Regions from separate parts of the Macaca mulatta genome. Here region 2 is linked to region 1. Evidence: chromatin contacts called from public Hi-C data. All regions are on one chromosome and are shown on one strand. Each heading gives the region's core, a stretch centred on a gene start, on an enhancer-like site or on the middle of the called end of the contact. The rest is flanking DNA. Distances are from core to core; before and after follow the strand shown. Region 1 holds the start of TIAL1 (TIA1 cytotoxic granule associated RNA binding protein like 1). Region 2 holds the start of MCMBP (minichromosome maintenance complex binding protein).

Region 1 (6,063 bases), core at 2,955-5,454:
CCTAAACGATGCTGATGGGAATACAAATTTGTGTATTCACTTTGGGAAAAACGTTTGACGTTACCCACCAAAATTGAGTGTTCATATACCCTGTTACCTGACAATTTCACTTTTAGGTATAGATCCGAATAGATCAAACAAAAGCTCTTGCACTCCCTGGTGGTCTAATGGCTGAGGGGTGAAAGGCTCTTCCACATCTATCACAGGAGACACGTACAAGAATGTTCACAGCTGGCCGGGCGCGGTGGCTCACGCCTGTAATCCCAGCACTTTGGGAGGCCGAGGTGGGTGGATCACCTGAGGTCAGGAGTTCGAGACCACCCTGGCCAACATGGTGAAACCTTGTCTCTACTAAAAATACAAAAATTAGCTGGGTGTGGTGATGGGCGCCTGTAATCCCAGCTACTCAGGAGGCTGAGGCAGGAGAATAGTTTGAATGCGGGAGGCGGAGGTTGCAGTGAGCTGAGATTGTACCACTGCACTCCAGCCTGGATGATAGAGCAAGACTCCATCTCAAAAATAAAAATAATAAAATAAAAAAAGAAAGAAAGGTTAAAAAGAAAGAGAATGTTCATAGCAGCATTATCCACAGTAGTAAAAACCTGGAAGCAACCCAAATATCCATTAATGAGAAATCAGACAAATGCAGTATATTTACACACTGGAATATCATATAATAGTCTAAATGAATGAATGATATCCATAAAATATGGCTGAATCTTATGTATGGTACATTAAGTGAAAAGCAGTCTCAAAAGATTACAAGGACATAATTTTTTCCTTTGTAATAGACTTTACTTTTTAGAGCAGTTTTAGGTTTATAGAAGAATTGTGCATGAAGTACAGAGCTCCCATGTGCCCTCTCCCCCGTTACAAACATGGTTTCCCCTGTTATTACCGTTTTATATTAGTGTTAACAAGTGTATCAATTGATAATTGATACATAGACTTCAGTTAATCATAATGTATCAATATTGGTTCATCAATTCCAACAAATGTACAACTGAGGAACCACTATTGATACATTATGATTAACTGAAGTCCATAGTTTACATTAGGACTCACTTTATGTGGCACAGTTCTATGGGTTTTGACAAATGAATAAGGTCATGTATCCACTGTTAAGAGTCCCATAGTGAATAATTTCACTACCAGTAAAAATGCCCTGTGCTTCACCTAATCATCCCTCTCCTTCCCGGATCCCCTGGCAACCACTGAGTTTTGCCTTTTCCAGAGTGTCATATATAGTTACAGTCGTAGAGTATACAGCCTTTTCCAACGGGCTTCTCTTGCGATATACATTTAACATTCCTCCATGTCTTTGTGTAGCTTGATAGCTGTATTAGTCTGTTTTCACAGTGCTGATAAATACATATGCCAGACTGGGAAGAAAAAGAGGTTTAATCGCACTTAGAGCTCCACATGGCTGGGAAAGCCTCAGAATCATGGCAGCAGCAAGAGAAAATGAGGAAGATGCAAAAGCGGAAACCCCTGGTAAAACTATCAGATCCAGTGAGACTTATTCATTACCACATGAACAGTATGGGGGGACTGCCCCCATGATTCAAATTATCTCCCCCCCCAGGTCCCTCCCACAGCATGCGGTAATTATGAGAGAACAATTCAAGATGAGATCGGGTGTGGATACAGAGCCAAACCATATCAATAGCTCTTTTTAAAAAAATCATTAAACAATATTTCATTGCATGGATGTACCACCTTGTAGGACAGTTTATCCATTCACTTATATCAAGGACATTTTAGTTGTTTTCAATTTGGGATGATTACAAACAAAGCTGCTGTAAACATTTGTGGACAGGTTGTTTTCAGCTCATTTGGGTAAGTACCTAGGTATTATGTTTAGTTTTGTAAGGAACTGACAAACTGTCCTCCAAAGGGGCTATAACATTTTGCAGTCCTACCCACAAAGAATGACAGTTCCTGTTGCTTTACATACTCATCAGCACTTGGTGGTGTTAGTGCTTTGGATTTTAACCATAACAATTTCACTACCAGTAAACATGCCCATTTTAACCATTCTAGTGTGTAGTGGGCATATTCTTTTTATTAAGTTAAAAAACAACTCAAATATACATGTATATACATATGATTTTTAGGACTATATACATGTGGAATAAAACCTTGTAGAAGGAAACCAAGAAATAGTAAAGACAGGATTCAGAAAGATGGTTACCCCAAGCGAAGGCAGGGGTGTGTGTTAGTGTGTGTAGGAGGCATAGCATAGATACAGATATAAACTCGTGTCATTATAACTTTTGAGTGTGGTGGGTTTGTGGCTATAATTAAACTAAATTAATAAAGGTGAGTGAGGTAAACTGAATAATTGTCCACCAAAGATTTCTATGTCCTAATTCCCAGAATTTGGGAATGTTACGCTAAAAGAGACTTTGCAGATGTGATTAAGAACCTTGAGATGAGATCACCTTGGCCCAAAGTAATCACAGAAGGTTCTTGTAAATGAAAAGGGGTGGCAGGAGAATCACAGTCAAGACAGACGATGTAAGCACAGAAACAGAGAGGAGAGAAGATACTATGCTTCTTTCCTTGAAGATGGAGGATGGGGCCAAGAGCCGAGGAAAGCAGGCAGCCTTTGGAAGCTGGAAAAGGCAAGGAACCAGACCTGCCAACACCTTGATTTTAGTCCAGTGTAACTGATTTTGGACTTCTGACTTCCAGAATTGTAAGATAATAAATTCATGTTGTTTTAAGTATCTAAATTTGCAGTAATTTGTTACAGCATCAACAGGAAACTATGACAGTGGGCCAGGCATGGGTTAATGAATTGGATTATAATTAAATACAGTTCTACACCTAGGTCCAATTAAAAAAAAGACAAAACCTTTGAGTGGCTCCTCACTGCCTGGAAGAGAAAGCTCAAATTCCTCAGCATGAAACAGATTCTTGACAACACAGTTCTACAAGGTCCCCTCTAGCTTGAGTTCCCTCCCCACAACCCCCAACCCCAACCTATACATTTTAGCCATGGGTCCTGGCATCTGAGCCCTTTTATTGTTCCCGTGGACTCTCATGCGGCTCAACTCCTTTGCCGTGTCTCTATGAAGTCTTTCAGGTTGAAATTTCCTCCCCTGAAAATTGACAACATAAGGGCTTGCTGCATGGTTGATTCGGCTTTCAAGATTAGGACACAGTGGCACGCACAGGCACCGCCACTTGCAGAGGTCGACATGCACTTAGCACATGTTGGCAGAAGCAACTCTTAAGCTATTACTAACCGGGACAGTTAAGTTCTGGCAATGGACTGAAAGATCTTTCTTCATCGCCACTCTTCACTAAGCTACAAGACCAAGTACTTTCTCCTGAAGGTACTTAGAGGAGGAAAAAGCACAGCAGGAACTGCTGTGGGGGGTGAGAAGACAAATTCTACAGGGCTGCAGAGCTAGTGTGAACATGGTTTCCCTCATCTTCATCCAAAACTGCGTTCCTAGCCCACATGACTGATGTCTGTGCACGTCTCTGCCCAAGGATTTTTTTTTTTCAACTCCAAGAATACGGGGGGAGTTGGGCAAGTCATTATAATAGAGGACTGCTCTTCTTACCCCATTATCCGATGAGATACTGGATAGGGAAGCTTCTGAAACTTGTAAAGCAATTTGCAAGCAGGCCACCTGCTTGTATTTAACAAATAGGCTAGAAATACCTATGTGTGGGGAAAACGCGTCCCCCAAACACCCCAGCCCCTCCGGGTCCCCGCCAGCCCAGCCTCTCTCCTGACTGTCGCGCGAAGCGGCGGTTGACTAACGCGGGTCAGCCGTTCTGATGAACACAGGGGGGCCGGACGGGCCTGCTGGCTCGGACTCCACGCGGAGGCAGAGCGCTCCCTGAGCCGCAGTTGAAGAAACCGCTCTCGGGCTGGACGAAGGCGGAGCAGCAGCTCAGACTGGGCCAACAGAAGAGCCTTACAATGCCTGGAGCAGTCCGAGGACAGCCCCCGGCGCGAGGCACTCTGGGACTTGTAGTTCGCTTCCCAGACAGCGCTTTTTCCCACTTGGTCTCCCCGCCTTTCAATGTCGCTTTTATTCTTCCCTTCACCTCCCAGCCCTCCGACTTCCTGGTCGTCGCACGTCCTCACGTATGACTACACTACCCAGAAGTCTCCTCTTCGTGTCCCAGCGCGGGCGGTCGCCGGCGGTTCCTCTGGACTACAGGTTCCAGAAGTCCTATGCAGAAGTGCTTCCCTTTCTCATTTCCAGGACCACAATTCCCAGAGACTTCGGCTTCACGGCGTTTCTCTTTTTGCCCGATCTCTCCTGGAGCTGGCTGGGCTTCGGCCGGCCAGAGGTCCACAGCGACGACGTGATCCGTCGTGAGCGGGTCCCAGAGTTTCCTCGGCGGCCCTTTTTTCTCTCCCCTCGGTCGTCCCCCTTGCCGGCTGTCGCGGCTGGCCTGAGCAGTGACCTGGCGGGTCGCGCCTGCGCTCTGCCCTGTTTCCTGCCTGGCTGGTGGCGGCGGCCATTTTGTTCATCCTCCTCCTCCTCCTGCTCCTCCTGGTTGGAGCGCAGTGTCCGGAGCGGGCTGGGGGGAGAGAGCCCAAGAGCAGGGTTCGGTACCTTTTCCTCTGTCCCCAGCCGGTGCCCAGAGCCCCCCTCCCCTTCTTCCCCACCCCCTCCCCTCCCCAGCCCTGCCCTCCCCCTTGTCCCGGGATCGCTCCGTCGCACCCACCATGATGGAAGACGACGGGCAGCCCCGGACTCTGTGAGTACCCGAGACGAGGGGTGCCAGGCGCCAAGAGGCCCGGGCACCGCGGGACGCTAAGGGAGGGAGCAGGAGAGACTGGGTCGAAGCCGGGACTCTAGGCGGCTCCCTGACCAGGGCGGCGTGGACGCGAAGTGCATTCCTCATCTGTCCCCTTTTCCTTGGGAAGGAAATCCTCCCTTCCCCCAAACACAGTCACTTCCTGGGGTCTGGGGCTTGTCTCGACCTTTTTCTCTGGCGCCCTTCTTTGCATGCCCTCCCTAGGCCGGGTTTCTGCACGGCTGAGGCTGTCAGGCCCAGGAGAACTCCTGCACCCCCTGCGCGTTGGGCACCCTGGGCTGGGCCTGGAGCTGCCGGTGCCCACGGGGAAAGGGCCTGGCGGGGGTGGGATTGGGGGTGGGCCCTGCGGGCCCCGAGAAATTAGTACTCACCCCTTACACGTCCTCAGCTCTAGTCGCTCCCGGCTCTTCTCCCCAGCTAAGCTCTCGGAGGAAGCAGGATACTCTTTTACCACTCAAGCCCCTTCTCTCTTTATGCCCCACGTGCCCCCGCCCACGCTGTCAGAAACACCCGCCTAGCGCCCGCTACTTTTGAAGTGCATAAGGGATACCTTTTGCTGCCCGAGCATCTTTCCCTTCTTGGATAAAGAAGTTTACTTTGAGCGCTCCCTACGCTAAACTGACAACCAGTTGTTAAACTCCTTTTGCTCTCTAGGTGTTGCCTCTTCCTAATCTGTTTGTGCGTCGAAACCTTCAGAGTTGGCTAAAATTATGTCTTCATCCGCTATTTGATGTGTGTCTTCTGAACGCTTTTTCTCCTCTCTTGCTGTTGCTTTTTACCTGAAGCCCAATCTAATGAATGAATTCTATCTTACAACCACTTAATTCTGGTTTCCTGCCTTTCCCAATGAAGAGTGATGACTCAGCATTTGCATTCCTTTCTGAGTAGTGTGGCACTCCTTCTGCATCTTTTTTTTTTTTGTTTTTAAAGTCTGAATAGTTTTTAATTAAATGTTTAAGTTGGGCATCCTAATTTCCCGGCCTCTCCAGGTTCAGCACTCCTACCTTGAGTACCAAGGAGTCAGATCGCTGCTTTGTTTCTCTTGCCTCTCCTGGTATTGATAGGATCATAGTCCACTTGGCTCTGCTGTCTGATGGGGAAATTACTTTTTGGGGAATAGATAAGGTGGATGGGCACTCGAGAAGTTTGACTAGCTTCACATCTCTTCACTCCTACCAAAGAAAGGATGCTCCTTAAAGAAGACAGATGTTCAATATTGATAGAGATTTTTTTGTGTGTGGCCTTGTACAGGAATAAATGTGTTCTCTA
Region 2 (6,558 bases), core at 1,248-3,747, 280 kb before region 1:
CCAGAATGTCACTCCAAAATGTGCCACTTTGGCATAAGGATTATTTTAATATTATTAATTTAATTATAGTAGTATTATCTTGGTAATTGAAAAGCAGATCCAGACAGTCCCCAACGATGGTTTGACAAGATTTTTTGACTTTATGATGGTGTGAAAACAACATGCATTCAGTAGAAACCATACTTCAATTATCCATACAGCCATTCTGTTTTTAACTTTCAGTACAGTATTCAATAAATTGCATGAGATATACAACATTTTATTATAAAACGGGCTTCGTGTTAGATGCTTTTGCCCAACTGTAGGCTAATGTAAATATTCTGAGCATGTTTGCAGTAGCCTACTGATGTTTGATAGGTTCCGTGTATTAAACACATTTTCAACTAATAATATTTTCTTTTTTCTTTTTTTCTTTTTTTTTTTTTCTTTTGAGACGCATTCTCGCTCTGTCGCCAGGCCGGAGTGTAGTGGCGTGATCTCGGCTCACTGCAACCTCCGCCTCCTGGGTTGAAGTGGTTCTCCTGCCTCAGCCTCCAGAGTGGCTGGGACCACAGGCGCGTGCCACCACGCCCAGCTAATTTTTGTATTTTTAGTAGGGATGGGGTTTCACCATGTTGGCCAGGATGGTCTCCATTTCTTGGCCTCGTGATCTGCCCGCCTTGGCCTCCCAAACTGTTGGGATTACAGGCGTGAGCCACCGCGCTGGGCCTCAACTAATGACATTTTCAATTTACAATGGGTTTATTGGGATGTAACTCCATCATAAGGAGAATAAGCAGAGGAGTATCTGTACAAAACAAGCTCCCTACCCTTCCACTAGTGCCTAAAAGCAGGACATTTTCAAAAGTGTCCCACCTCATCTCTACCAGGGACAAAAGTTAATCACCAGAGACAACTTTAGACCCTTATCAGCCAGAGATGGCACTAGAAGAACCTATGTAACACACTTCACTCACTACCTGTAACTATCATTAGTTTCTCATATTTCTACCTTCCCACTCTGCTGCTTTTGGACACCTCAAACTGCTTTCGTCATTTCTCCACAAAGTTGTTGTTCTTCATTGTAAATGCTACGTAATCCCCCATTCTAAGCCACCTCTTCCAGTTACTCTTCCTTGAGTTTTGCCCATATAAGATGTACATGTTACTAAATTTTTCTCTTGCCAATCCGTGCTTTGTGATAAGGGCTCCAGCGGAGAACCTAGAAAGGTAGAAGGATTTCTCAAGGAGGACTTGAGACGCGGGTTCCGTTCCTTTCCTTCAGCTCCTCAATTGTAGATTGCATTCAGGTCATTCCCCTCCCGTTACCATGCTCTTTTTTCATTGAGTAGATATATCTGATGGGCCTGGGGTTTTCTCAGGTACATTCCAGGTCCAGGGGAAACACAGTTTCTTTTTTTTAATCGGACAGCCTCCTGAACTAGAAGAGGTTCAGAGAGACTCCCACAGTTTCACTCTTGAACTTGGGTATTTTCCCAAAAAGCTGCTATAGTCGGTCTTCGTAGCTTCCTTCTCCAGGGTATCCCGGCGGCGCGCGGTGCAGGCGCCTCGCCCCGCTCCCTGACGGCGGCTGCCAGCTTCCAGACAGAGGCCGACCCGGTGCTCGCAGCCAAGGCGCAGGCCGGGCCCGGCGCGTTTAGAGCTCCCTCCCCTCGGTAAGGAACCGTCCCTGAGCCACAGGGTCTGAGGCGACTGCAGAGGGAGCGCGGGGTCCCCTGAGGTTCCCCTTCTCTAAATGTGCACCTTCCTCAGGGAGACCTTGTGCAGCTGAGGGAAAGTCACCACTCAGGGTTTCGGGCGGGGGGCCCAGATAAAAGAGCTGCCATCAGCAAAAAAAGAAAAAAGCACAAAGAGTAGGCGGGCGGATTTCCAAGGCGATTTCGCCCACTAATTTTGCCCAGAGATGACTCTGAGGTCTCTGAGCTTATGCTTTTCAGCGGTTGTGCAAAGACTCGCTTTGCGCTCTTACAAGCCCACTATGGGAGCTCCCGCTACACGCCGGCACATGGGGACAAACGACAACGCGCCGCCCTTGGAACACAACGCCGGGCCCGCGCTGCGCAGCCTCCAGCGGCGCTGCGTGCCCTTCCTTTTGCCCGTCTCCAAGATGGCGGCGCCGCCGCCGCCGCCCCGGCCCGCCCCTCCTCCTCGCCCCGCAGAGCCGCGCCGCGCCGCGCGCTCCCGCCGCCCCTCCCCGCGCGAGCTCCACCCAGGTCGCAGGCAGCGCGGTCGGCGGCGGCTGTTTCCCGCCATTGTGCGAAGTGAAGGCTAGGGGCCCGTACGCGCCCGCCTGCCCGTCGCCAGCAGCTCCTCGGCGGCCCCACCGCAGCCACCGCTCCCTGAGGCGCGGGAGGCCCGCGCCCCGCCGCTCGCTCTGCGTGGGAGGGCGCGAGCGAGGAGCGGCCGAGCCGCCGAAGAGGAGCTGGGCGCCGGCCGCCCGGCCGCGCTCTGCCCGCGGATCGCCTCCGCCCGGTCCACGCCGGCCCCGGCCCCGGCCCCGGCCCCTGGCGAGATGCCGTGTGGGGAGGATTGGCTCAGCCACCCGCTGGGAATCGTGCAGGGCTTCTTTGGTGAGTGGCGGCGCCGGGGGGCGGGCCGGGCGGGCAGCCGAGTTTGCCGAGACCCGGGGCCGGGCCCCGCCGCGCGGCCCCCACGCGGTACCGCCTCGAGGGTTCGCGCGGCCCGAGACGGCGCCCTGGGGCCTGCACCGGCCTCAGCTGGGACAGCCTCTTCCCCGGTCGCAGCAGGTAGGGGTAGGAGTCGGGCCGCAGGTACCTCCCACCTGCCCGAGTCGCAGCTCGCGAGCCGCCAAGGTGAAGTCGTGGGGCGCGGGCTGTGATTGACGGTCTCGCTCCCAGCCTGTGGCAGGGTCAGGGCCCCGGGCGCAACAAACTCGGGGAGGTCCTCGAACCCTGGGGAGGGCCCGCAGAGCCGCGGGGAGGGAAACCACTTTGCCTGTGGGAAGCCCGCAGGATATTTCAAAACTTCCGGTGCGTCGGGGAGTGCTCACTTGCACAGAAGTTGGTTCTAACTCCTATGTTACCCTCATTCTCTCTCAGAGATAAGATTTAATGTTCATAGCTTAATTTTCCTGTTGGGATGACTTTAGAATCCATCTAGTCTGGATCTGCTCCTGTGCCAGAGCCAGCAAGAAATACTGAGCTACTTGAGTTTGTACGTGGGGCTGAGAACGCTGCGGGCGAGCTTAATAAATTTTGGTTGCGATTGCTGTTGCTACTTTACTGCGAAGAGTATACAAAGAAAAATTTATATTTGTTATCGGTAACTGGGCATTTTGACAACCGTTCCATTCCCCAGTGTCTTTTTGCACGTAATGAGTGGTGGAGTCAGACCCAACTAGAAATCACTGTAGATGGCAACACCTGACTTGTCTGGAGTTAACTTAGAGTTGTAGAGCGGCCTTAGCTTATTGAAAAAACATCTTGGGGTACTAGGGAGAAAAGGCAATAGGAAGCTAAATCATCCTCAGCAGCCAAAACCGACGGCAAACAATGTATGGTATTTCTTTTTTTTTTTTTTTTTTTTTTTTTTTGAGACAGAGTCTCGCTATGTCGCCCAGGCTGGAGTGCAGTGGCCGGATCTCAGTTCACTGCAAGCTCCGCCTCCCGGGTTCCCGCCATTCTCCTGCCTCAGCCTCCCGAGTAGCTGGGACTACAGGCGCCCGCCACCGCGCCCGGCTAAGTTTTTTTTGTATTTTTTAGTAGAGACGGGGTTTCACCGTGTCAGCCAGGATGGTCTCGATCTCCTGACCTCGTGATCCGCCCGTCTCGGCCTCCCAAAGTGCTGGGATTACAGGCTTGAGCCACCGCGCCCGGCCTGTATGGTATTTCTTATAGGAGGGCCTCTTGTGCTCAGGAAGTCCTTATTAATTTACCTATAATTTTAATTAGTTTAGTTATCTGGCTTCCTAGGCTGAAATTAAAGGCATTACGTTAGAAGAAAGCCTGGATAGACGTCCGGACTTAGCCAGTGAACACTGACAGCCTGATGAAGAAATTTAAAACTACCTTCATACTTCAAAAAACAAACAAAAAAAGGCGAATTCACTATATAGCAGTCAAGGGTGCTTTGAGGAAGGGGCATGTATTTCTCCACTAAATCCTAGTAATTTATCTTCATAATAATCCTGGAACTGATAATCGATGCTCAACATAATGGCCCCAAGATGTCAAGTGAAGATTCAATTGTAGCATTGGTTTAAGAGGGTGCAGATGCATAGATACTTTTTAGGAAAAATCCTTCCGAAGTAAAAAGGTTCGGTGCTTAAAGGGTTAAATTTCAGTTACTAATATTAGAAAGTTTGTTTATGAGAAATACCCTATACTCTGATTTTGCTGGATAAATGAGATGATTTCATATTTGATAGAGATTTGAATGTATTTGTGTCAAGTTTTGTCTCCTAAGTGTATGATCCTAAGGGACACATCTCATCATAGTACAGGAAGGATATAACTTAGATATAAAATAATAGCTTTAGAGTATTTTATAAATTCTATGGATTGTTGTGGGAACTTGAAGTTTGTTGATATGCTTCTCCCCAGAATGTCTTGTTCCCATGTATGTTGTGTCTTACAGAAAAATCATGTGTTTGTAGAAGCTATCACTGTGATTATATTGCATATCTTTACCATAACAGCATTACAAGTATGTTTGTGTGATAATGTACAGGCACTTTTTGGTTTGATAGGAAATTGTTTTCCACCCAAATAGGTAATGCATATGTATTGTACAAAAAGAAAAAAAACAGTTCAGTAACATATAGCAGAAAAGGAAAGATCTTTAAAGATCCTTCATCTTCAAGATAACCACTGGTTCGTGGTTGTGTAGTTTATATTCTCTGCATATATTTAGACAGTTTTTTTAAACTGAAAAGTTAAGTTTGGTTGTGTGTTTTATTTTGAAATATGCATTTCTTTTTCTTTTTTTTTTTTCTTTTTTTTTGAGACAGTCTCGCACTGTTTCCCAGGCTGGAGTGCAGTAGCATGATCTCGGCTCACTGCACCCTCCACCTCCCGGGTTCAAGCGTTTCTCCTGCCTCAGCCTCCCGAGTAGCTGGGACTACAGGCACGCGCCACCACGCCCGGCTCATTTTTGTATTTTTAGTAGAGACAGGGTTTCACAATGTTGGCCAGGATGGTCTCGATCTCTTGACCTCGTGATCCGCCTGCACTTCTCAAAGTGCTAGGGTTACAGGCGTGAGCCGCTGTGCCCGGCAGCCTGAGTTTTTCCCTTTCTTATTGTCCTTGCCATATAGTGTTGTATAAACTTACTAACCCTGTCATATGTTTTAAGTTAGATGTCACAGTAATCTAGAGTGTACTGTCCAGGGCAGTAGCCATGTGTGGCTGTTTAAACGTAAATTAATTAATAATTACACAAAATTAAAAATTCAGCTCCTGGGTGTTACCTCATTTTAAGTGCTCATTAGCTACATGTGGATAGGGAGTATTGTATTAGCACAGATCTAGAAATTCCTAACATCAGGAAGTTCTATGTACGGTGCTCATCCAGAGTACACCACTTTTTAGCACGTGATGCTAGTTATTTTGGATAACCAGCTAATCACTCTCTTTCAGGATCTGAATTTGGTCACTGTGTCTTATCCTAGGGGTGGGTGGGTGGGTGGGTGGGTGGGTGTGTGTGTGTGTGTGTGTGTGTGTGTGATGGAGTTTCGTTCTTGTCATCTAGGCTGGAGTGCAACAGTGTGATCTCGGCTCACTGCAACCTCCGCCTCCCAGGTTCAAGCAATTCTGCCTCAGCCTCCGGAGGAGCTGGGATTACAAGCGCCTGCCACCGTGCCCAGCTAATTTTCTTTTTTTTTTTTTTTTTTTTCTTTGAGACTGAGTCTCGCTCTGTCGCCCAGGCTAGGGTGCAGTGTTACAATCTTGGCTCACTGCAGCCTTTGCCTCCTGGGTTCAAGCGATTCTCCTGCTTCAGCCTCCCGAGTAGCTGGGATTGCAGGTGCATGCCCCCATGCCCAGCTAATTTTTGTATTTTTAGTAAAGATGGTTACACCATGTTGACCAGGCTGTTCTTGAACTCCTGACCTAGTGATCCGCCCACCTCAGCCTCCCAAAGTGCTGGGATTACAGGCGTGAGCCACCGTGCCCGGCCCAGACCCTCATCTCCAATGCTACTGTCATAATTAAGGCCATTATAGGCCGGGCGCGGTGGCCCAAGCCTGTAATCCCAGCACTTTGGGAGGCCGAGACGGGCGGATCACGAGGTCAGGAGATCAAGACCATCCTGGCTAACCCGGTGAAACCCCGTCTCTACTAAAAAATACAAAAAAAACTAGCCGGGCGAGGTGGCAGGCGCCTGTAGTCCCAGCTACTTGGGAGGCTGAGGCAGGAGAATGGCGTGAACCAGGGGAGGCAGAGCTTGCAGTGAGCTGAGATCTGGCCACTGCACTCCAGCCTGGGTGACAGAGCGAGACTCTGTCTCAAAAAAAAAAAAAAAAAAAAAAGGCCATTGTAGTCTCTCTCCTGGATGCTGGAACAGCCCTCTAACTGGTTTCTTGCCTCCAGTCTTGCTTCT

Evidence for each region. Hi-C and Micro-C count contacts between places; a contact is called where the count stands out from the background.
Region 2: a contact with region 1 is called in a Hi-C map of cortical neurons, with 3 times the contacts expected there. The contact joins the promoter of MCMBP here to the promoter of TIAL1 in region 1.

What each region holds. Positions count from the first base shown.
Region 1 is chr9:131,690,064-131,696,126 of T2T-MMU8v2.0, reverse strand. It overlaps TIAL1 (TIA1 cytotoxic granule associated RNA binding protein like 1), which reads left to right and starts at 4,204. Exons shown (of 13, transcript XM_028826918.2): 1 at 4,204-4,734.
Region 2 is chr9:131,971,273-131,977,830 of T2T-MMU8v2.0, reverse strand. MCMBP (minichromosome maintenance complex binding protein) reads left to right here and starts at 2,497. Exons shown (of 16, transcript NM_001257663.1): 1 at 2,497-2,570. The coding sequence starts at 2,513.